2 separate regions of the Mus musculus genome follow, and region 2 is linked to region 1. Evidence: chromatin contacts called from public Hi-C data. All regions are on one chromosome and are shown on one strand. Each heading gives the region's core, a stretch centred on a gene start, on an enhancer-like site or on the middle of the called end of the contact. The rest is flanking DNA. Distances are from core to core; before and after follow the strand shown.

What was found. Hi-C and Micro-C count contacts between places; a contact is called where the count stands out from the background.
Region 2: a contact with region 1 is called in a Hi-C map of B cells, with 6 read pairs. The contact joins the promoter of Mafk here to the promoter of Srrt in region 1.

Annotation. Positions count from the first base shown.
Region 1 is chr5:137,305,919-137,309,126 of GRCm38.p6, forward strand. It overlaps Srrt (serrate RNA effector molecule homolog (Arabidopsis)), which reads right to left and starts at 1,756. Exons shown (of 20, transcript NM_031405.2): 1 at 1,506-1,756; 2 at 1,128-1,267. The coding sequence starts at 1,249. It also overlaps the pseudogene Gm43013.
Region 2 is chr5:139,789,634-139,792,911 of GRCm38.p6, forward strand. It overlaps Mafk (v-maf musculoaponeurotic fibrosarcoma oncogene family, protein K (avian)), which reads left to right and starts at 1,903. Exons shown (of 3, transcript NM_010757.2): 1 at 1,903-2,079.

The DNA.
Region 1 (3,208 bases), core at 506-3,005:
GCCCCATAAATCACACTCATTTGCATATACCATCCACACACTCTCACAATCACACCCACACTAGGCTTCCTCTTTTCCAGGCTTTCCCTTCATTTCATACTTGTTTCGTGAAAGGGAGTCTCACCATGTAGCCCTGGCTGGTCTCAACCTCTTAAATTCTATCTCAAAGTCATTTCAAATCCCTCTAAAGAAACTGAGAGATGACTCAGCAGTTAAGAGCACTGGCTGCTTATCCAGGTCATGAGTTCAAATCCCAGCAACAACTACAGGGACCAGATGCCCTATTCTGTCATGCAGATGTACATGCAAATTGAGCACTCAAACAAATAAATCTTTAAAAATAAAGAAATCTGTTTTCAAGTTGAGCTATGGCGCTTAACTCACTAAACTGGCTTTGTTTTTGTTGTTTTTACTTCACCTCTGGATTTAAAAAGGAAGAGAGGTAGAGAGCTGGCTCAGTAGTTAAATGCACTCCTTTTAACCACTCTTGGTTGGCTCCTCTTGCGGAGGACTAGGCTTTGAGTCCCAGCACCCACAAAGCAATTCACAACCATCTTTCCTGCCCATTTCCCAGAGGATCTAAAGCCTTCTGTTGGCCTCCTCGGGCACCAGGAACGAATGAGGTGCATAGACATAATGTAAGCAAACCCCCATGAACGTTTTATTATATAAAAGAAGAAATGCACTTGCACATTTCTTATCTCAATTACCTGTTTTAAAAATCCTTTCAAAAAACTCTTAAACAGGATGTGGTAGAATACTTCCTTAATTCAGAAGTTTAATGTCATCTTGAGCTACCTAAAGAGTTTCGGGCCAATCTCACTTTGGTCAGTTTGTGCTTTCTTAATATTTGGATTTGAGATTGTGTCTCCCTATGTAGCCTGCACGGAAGATGCAGTCCAACCAGCTGTGCGGAGCTCCTGTCCAGCACTAATACTGACCGTCACTTTGGTTAAAAGCTCAAAATCTGAGCCAACGGTGAATAGACTGAAACTACAGAAATGGCTCAACGGTAAACTGCATCCTAATAAGATTTTGTAAGGTAAAGACAAAAAAGGAAACGAAAAGAAAAATTGTGGCGCGGAAGGGTTGTACGGGGCGGGGTATGGACGTTAATACTGTCTCACCGGTCATTCCAATCGTCCCCTCGCCGTCTTTCATCCCTTTCCCGGGAACGGTCATAATCGCTGCGCTCTCTTCGAAATTTGTCCCTGCGTCTTCGGTCGTATTCATCATCACTGTCACCCATGGTGCTGTCAGAGGAGGCCTGGGGCCCGGCGGCGGGTAGACACGGTGATGATGAACAAGGACCAGAGGAGGGACAATCCCCCGGGGACAGCACGCCCGCCTCCCTCCCGCCGAGGCCGGCCTGCCATCCCGGGCAGGGCGATCGCTCCGACAGTTTCACTGTCCCCACGGATTCCCCCTCGTCCACCCCCGAAGCCCCCGGGCACGGTCCTCTCCTCGCAATCCCGCCGCCCGGGCCTTTCCTTCCCCTCCCCCACCTGGCAGCGGTCGGGGCCGTTGGAAGCGCGCGCCGGCGGGCTTGTTTTCCGGGCGGACCGGAACGAGCGACAATGGACCACAAAGAGGGTTGGAAGGAGACGCTGGGATTCTCAGCCCGGAGACGAAGGGGAAGAGAAGAGCGGGACCGCGGGGGGGGGGGGGGGGCAAGGAGGCGCGCGCGCGTCCTACGTCACTCCCGGAGCTCGGCCTCCAACTACAAAACAAGACCCCCGGACCAAACTAAAACTCCGAGATTAAAAGAATGACGGGAAGAGGGTGGAGACGCGGAAGTCTCGCGTGGTTTTGCGACAAAATCGCCCCAGCTTCTCGGAGCTACGGAAGTTGAGCTGGGCCAAGCCAGGCCTTCTGAACGTGCTCGTGCCTACTTGAAAAGGAGGGCACTGGAGAAGTTAAGTGTCACTCCCGTAAGGTATCCTGGGTAGGAGCTAGTTTGCATCCAAAGGTTGCTTTGCAATAGCCCTGGGCTGGGGCACCTCTTGACCTCCTCAAGGGCGGATTTGCTATCGAGGGGTTTGGGGACGATGGATGTCTAGGGAATAATTCATAGAAGCAACCATTTTAGAGGCATCTCCTCCCACCATTTTCTCCTGCAAAAAAATACAGTATGTGCTACTTATAAAATGCGTTCTTCCTGCTTGTCTTGGACAGAGGAGCCTAATACTCATGCAAAAGTGTAAACCTCGATCTTAATGCCCAGTTCTTTAATGGGAGTCTTTACATTGCAGTCTGGAAACAACCACCAGGATCCACTAGTTTCCAGTTGAAATCCCTAAGATAACAGTAAGCCCTTTTCCATGAATAGAATACTAAGCTAAACAAGGGAGCATGCCACTGTCTTGCTCCCAGAAAAGAATGAAAAATCCCAGCATCTAATAAGGTGTATTTACAAGGGGGCATTTTAAAAACTTAGCAGACAGTTACGTTGGCACAGGCGTAACCCGAGTTACTCAGTAAGTCAAAGCAGAATCAAATTCAGGGGTTGCAAAATGAGTTCAAAGCCAGCCTTGACAATTTTCTAAAACCCTTTCTCAAAAACATTTTCCAAAGAGGCCGGTCCAGTGTGTAAGAGCACTTCCTGGTCTTGCAGAAAATCAGAGTTGGAGTCCCAGCTCCCATGTGGCTGGCTGCTCACAGACTGTTAACTCCAGTGCCTAGGGAACTGACACCTCTTCTGGTCTGCAAGGGCACTGCACTCAGATGCACACACACCCACACACTGATACACAGATACATATACTCATCATTTTGTTCCAAAACAAGGTTTCTGTGTACCCCATGGCTGGCCTGGAACTCCCCTTGTAGACTAGGTTGGCCTCAGACTGAGAGATCTTCCTGTCTCTGCCTCCTGAGTACTGGGATTTAAGTCTTGCAACCAGCTCATACACACGTAATTCAAGAAGATGGGAGCATGGTGGCGCTCACCTCTAATCCCAGCACTCTGGTGGCAGAGGCAGGCAGATCTCTGAGTTGGAGGCCAACCTAGTCTACAAAGGGAGTTCCAGGCCAGCCAGGCAGGGCTACACAGAGAAAGAAGGCCCCGTCTCAAGAAAGAAGTAGAGGAGGAAGAGGAGGGAAGCAATGAGAGTCGTACAGCTCAATGATAGAATGCTTGCCTACCGTATGACAGGACCTGGGTTTAGGAAGAAATAAGCTAAGAAAGGAGAGAGGGAGACTGAAGGTG
Region 2 (3,278 bases), core at 653-3,152, 2.5 Mb after region 1:
GGAGCAAGAACAGATGTGAGGCCCATTGCAAGAGGTCACAGTGCCTGCAGCACACTGAGCTACACTGTGGAACTGACCACACAGAAAACCACGGGTTTCCGGATGCTTGTGCCTGTCACCCTCCAACATATTTCCAGAGTGCCTCATAGACTCGCTCTAAATAGTCCTGGGAAGGCACAGTGTGTGGGCTTGAGAGCCATGTTGCTAGGGCTCAGGGATGCCTCCTGCTCATCCCGTTCTCAGCCCTGAGCATCACTTCGGCCTGAAAGGAGGACGTTAAATTGCATTCTGGGCATTGCCTCCCCTCCAAGGGTAGCAGTACCAACACCCTGCAGTTTTGTCCGTCTGAGACAGGAAAAGGGGGATGGCTCCCATGTAAGGACATCTTGGGACTCCTAGGCACATCTAGGAATCCAACTGCTGCACTGCGCTAGAGTACAGGAAGTTCTGTGTGTGCTCTTGCCCCCACCGAAGCCTATGGAAAACAGCCATATGTCCATGCATCCCCAAGTCAGAGAGATATGGCTTTCTGTCTGTTGTGGTTTGAATATGTTAGGCCCAGGAAGTGGCACTATTAGGAGGTATGGCCTTGTTGGAATAGGTGTCTCACTGTGGGTGTGGGCTTTAAGACCCTCATCCTTACTGCTTGGAAGTCAGTCTTCCTAGCAGCCTTCAGATGAAGATGTAGAACTCTCAGCTCTGCCTGCACCATGACTGCCTGGATGCTACCATGATCCTTGATGATAATGGACTAAACCTCTGAACCTATAAGGCAGCCCTAACTAAATGTTGTCCTTATAAGAGTTACCTTGGTCGTGGTGACTATTCACAGCAGTAAAAACCTAACTAAGACACTATCCATTGCTTACAGGGAGAGGGAGAGGGGGGAGGGGGAGGGGAGGGGGAGGGGGAGAGGGAGAGGGAGGGAGGAGAGGGAGGGAGGAGAGGGAGAAGGGGGGAGGGGGAGGGGGAGGGGGAGGGGCAGGCTTAGGTGAAGGCACTTAGGGTGAAGGCAGAAGGATTAAGAGCTTCAAGACAGTGCCAGTGAGGTGGCTCAGTGGGTAAAGGTACCAAGTCTGAGTTCAATTTTCGGAACCCAAAAGTGGAAAGAAAAAACAGATTCCCTAAAGTTGCCCTCTGACTTCCACACATTCGTGGTAGTGTGTGCACACCAATCCACATACATATGAACACACATATAAATAAGTAAAAAAAAAAAATAAAGTTTTATAAGTGTTCCAGGCCACTCTGAGCTGCACAGTGAGACCTTACCTCTGTCTCAGATATAAATCAAAAGGTCATGGTATGGGTCAGAAGAGGATGCTACATACATATCTCTTTCTCCTTTGTAGGGTGCATCTGCCTTGCTGATTATGTGGTGTAACTGAGCCACTTCGCCACCTTGACGTGGGCTTGGTGTTAGGTCCAGAACATGGTCACTAGCCAGTTGGCCTCTATTCTCTCTGCCAAGACCCGGGGAGGCTCCAGCAGCCTCAGGATCACAGTGAGTAGCATAGACGACAGTGGGTGACATAGAGACATAATGCCCAGGCTGAAAGTTCAAGGAAACGTGGGGTCCATACCCAGTGTGCGTCACGCTCGCCTGACACCCCCTACCTTGGGAAAGGAGCACAGACCCCGCCCCGGGTGTGTTGGGGATGGACAGGGCCAGGAGCTCAGCAATGAGACAACTGCACGTGGAAGCATGTAGGAGGACCCAGGGACTGGGGCAGCGAGGGGCGTGGCCATCAGGGGCGTGGTGCCGACGCGCGGCCAGAGAGGGCGTGGTTTTGGTGAGCGAAGAAGCGTGAGCAACAGGGGCGTGATCACTAGGGGCGTGGCCATCGCGGGGGCGGGGCGGTGACGCGCTTCGACGCGCGATCCCGGAAGCGGTGTCAGTACTGGGGAGCCGGCGGCGGGCGGCGGGTGGCAGGGACTTGTTGTTCTTCGCCGAGTCGGAACGAGAAGTCCGAAGCGCGCAGGCGGAGACGGCGACTAAGGGGAGCGCGAGAGCAGAAGCGCTTGTGAAGAGTGCGTGTCCGCAAGGAGCCGCCGCGCCCGGCCCCGCGCGCGACCCGGGTGAGTGAGGGGCTTCGGGAACTGGGTAGGGGAACCCAGAGTTCGTGCACCTGCGGGAGGAGCACCCCGAAGGCCGCGGGACCCAGCCTGGGCCTCGAGCACGTGCCACGCGGGACCTAGCTCAAGGCCCACACGGGACCCACCACGTGCGGGAGAGTGGCACCCGGGAGCCGTGCGCACCTGGCCATTTCCGTCGGCGTAGAATTCGCCCCCACCTCGCCCCCGGCCGGGACCCCGAAAGGGCCTGAGTAACTGGTGTCACTTTCTAATCAGCTGACCGGCCAGCGGTGCCGGATGTGGAAGCTGTGGGTGGGGAGCGAGGCAGGTGACCGTCTTGGCCAGCCTATCGCTTCCGTCACTTTCTTCAGGTGTGGTCTGGGGCCAAGGTCCCATCCAACTCTGAAGTGCGAGGTTCCCTAGTAGGGTGAGCGGATAGGCGTGTTAAGAGTGTGCATGTTTACGAGCGTGCGGCGAGAAATCAGAAGCAAAAACTCTAGCAAATTACAGGTGAAGAAAGCCTCGTGGGTCCTAGGTGCCTAGATTAGATCTCTTTGGGGGAGATAGACTCCTCTTCTGGTATCCTTGAGATAACAGCCACTCCAGCCTCCTAGAACTTGCCCCGTAAGAACGCAGTCGGTATTTGGGAGGTGAGGCTGCTTGGTGCTCTTGTTTCTCTAGGGAAGTTAGTCTGAGCCTCGCTTTTCACACAGCTCTCATTGCTAACACAGATGCACTTTAACAGTTCGCCTTCCAATTGATGGACAGGCACTCAGTACACTCAGTCCTCAAAAGCTAGCTTGTGTCTCAGCTGGTAGGTAGTTCACCCCTTCCACTCCTGTGGAGTCACTAAAATTAGCCCTGGGACCCCAGAGGTTGGCACTGCTGAGGTCATACTGTGGCAGCAACATTTCAGAAGGTATCTGGTGGAGTGCACGTGGGTACTTTGATGCTTTGAGCTGGTGTTTTAGGGCCAGGTAACTTCTTTCAAAGGTGTTGGTCTAAAGCCATTATGTTATGGTGGCACATGCTTGTACTCCTAGCACATGGGAGTCTGAGGCAGGAAGATCTTGAGTTTAAGGTTAGCCTGGATTGCTTAGCTAGTTCAAGACCAGCCTTAGTTACATAGCGAGACACTGTCACACAAAACCAAACTGAAACAGTAGGTGTGAATTTAAGCATGTGGATGGAGTCAAGAAAGC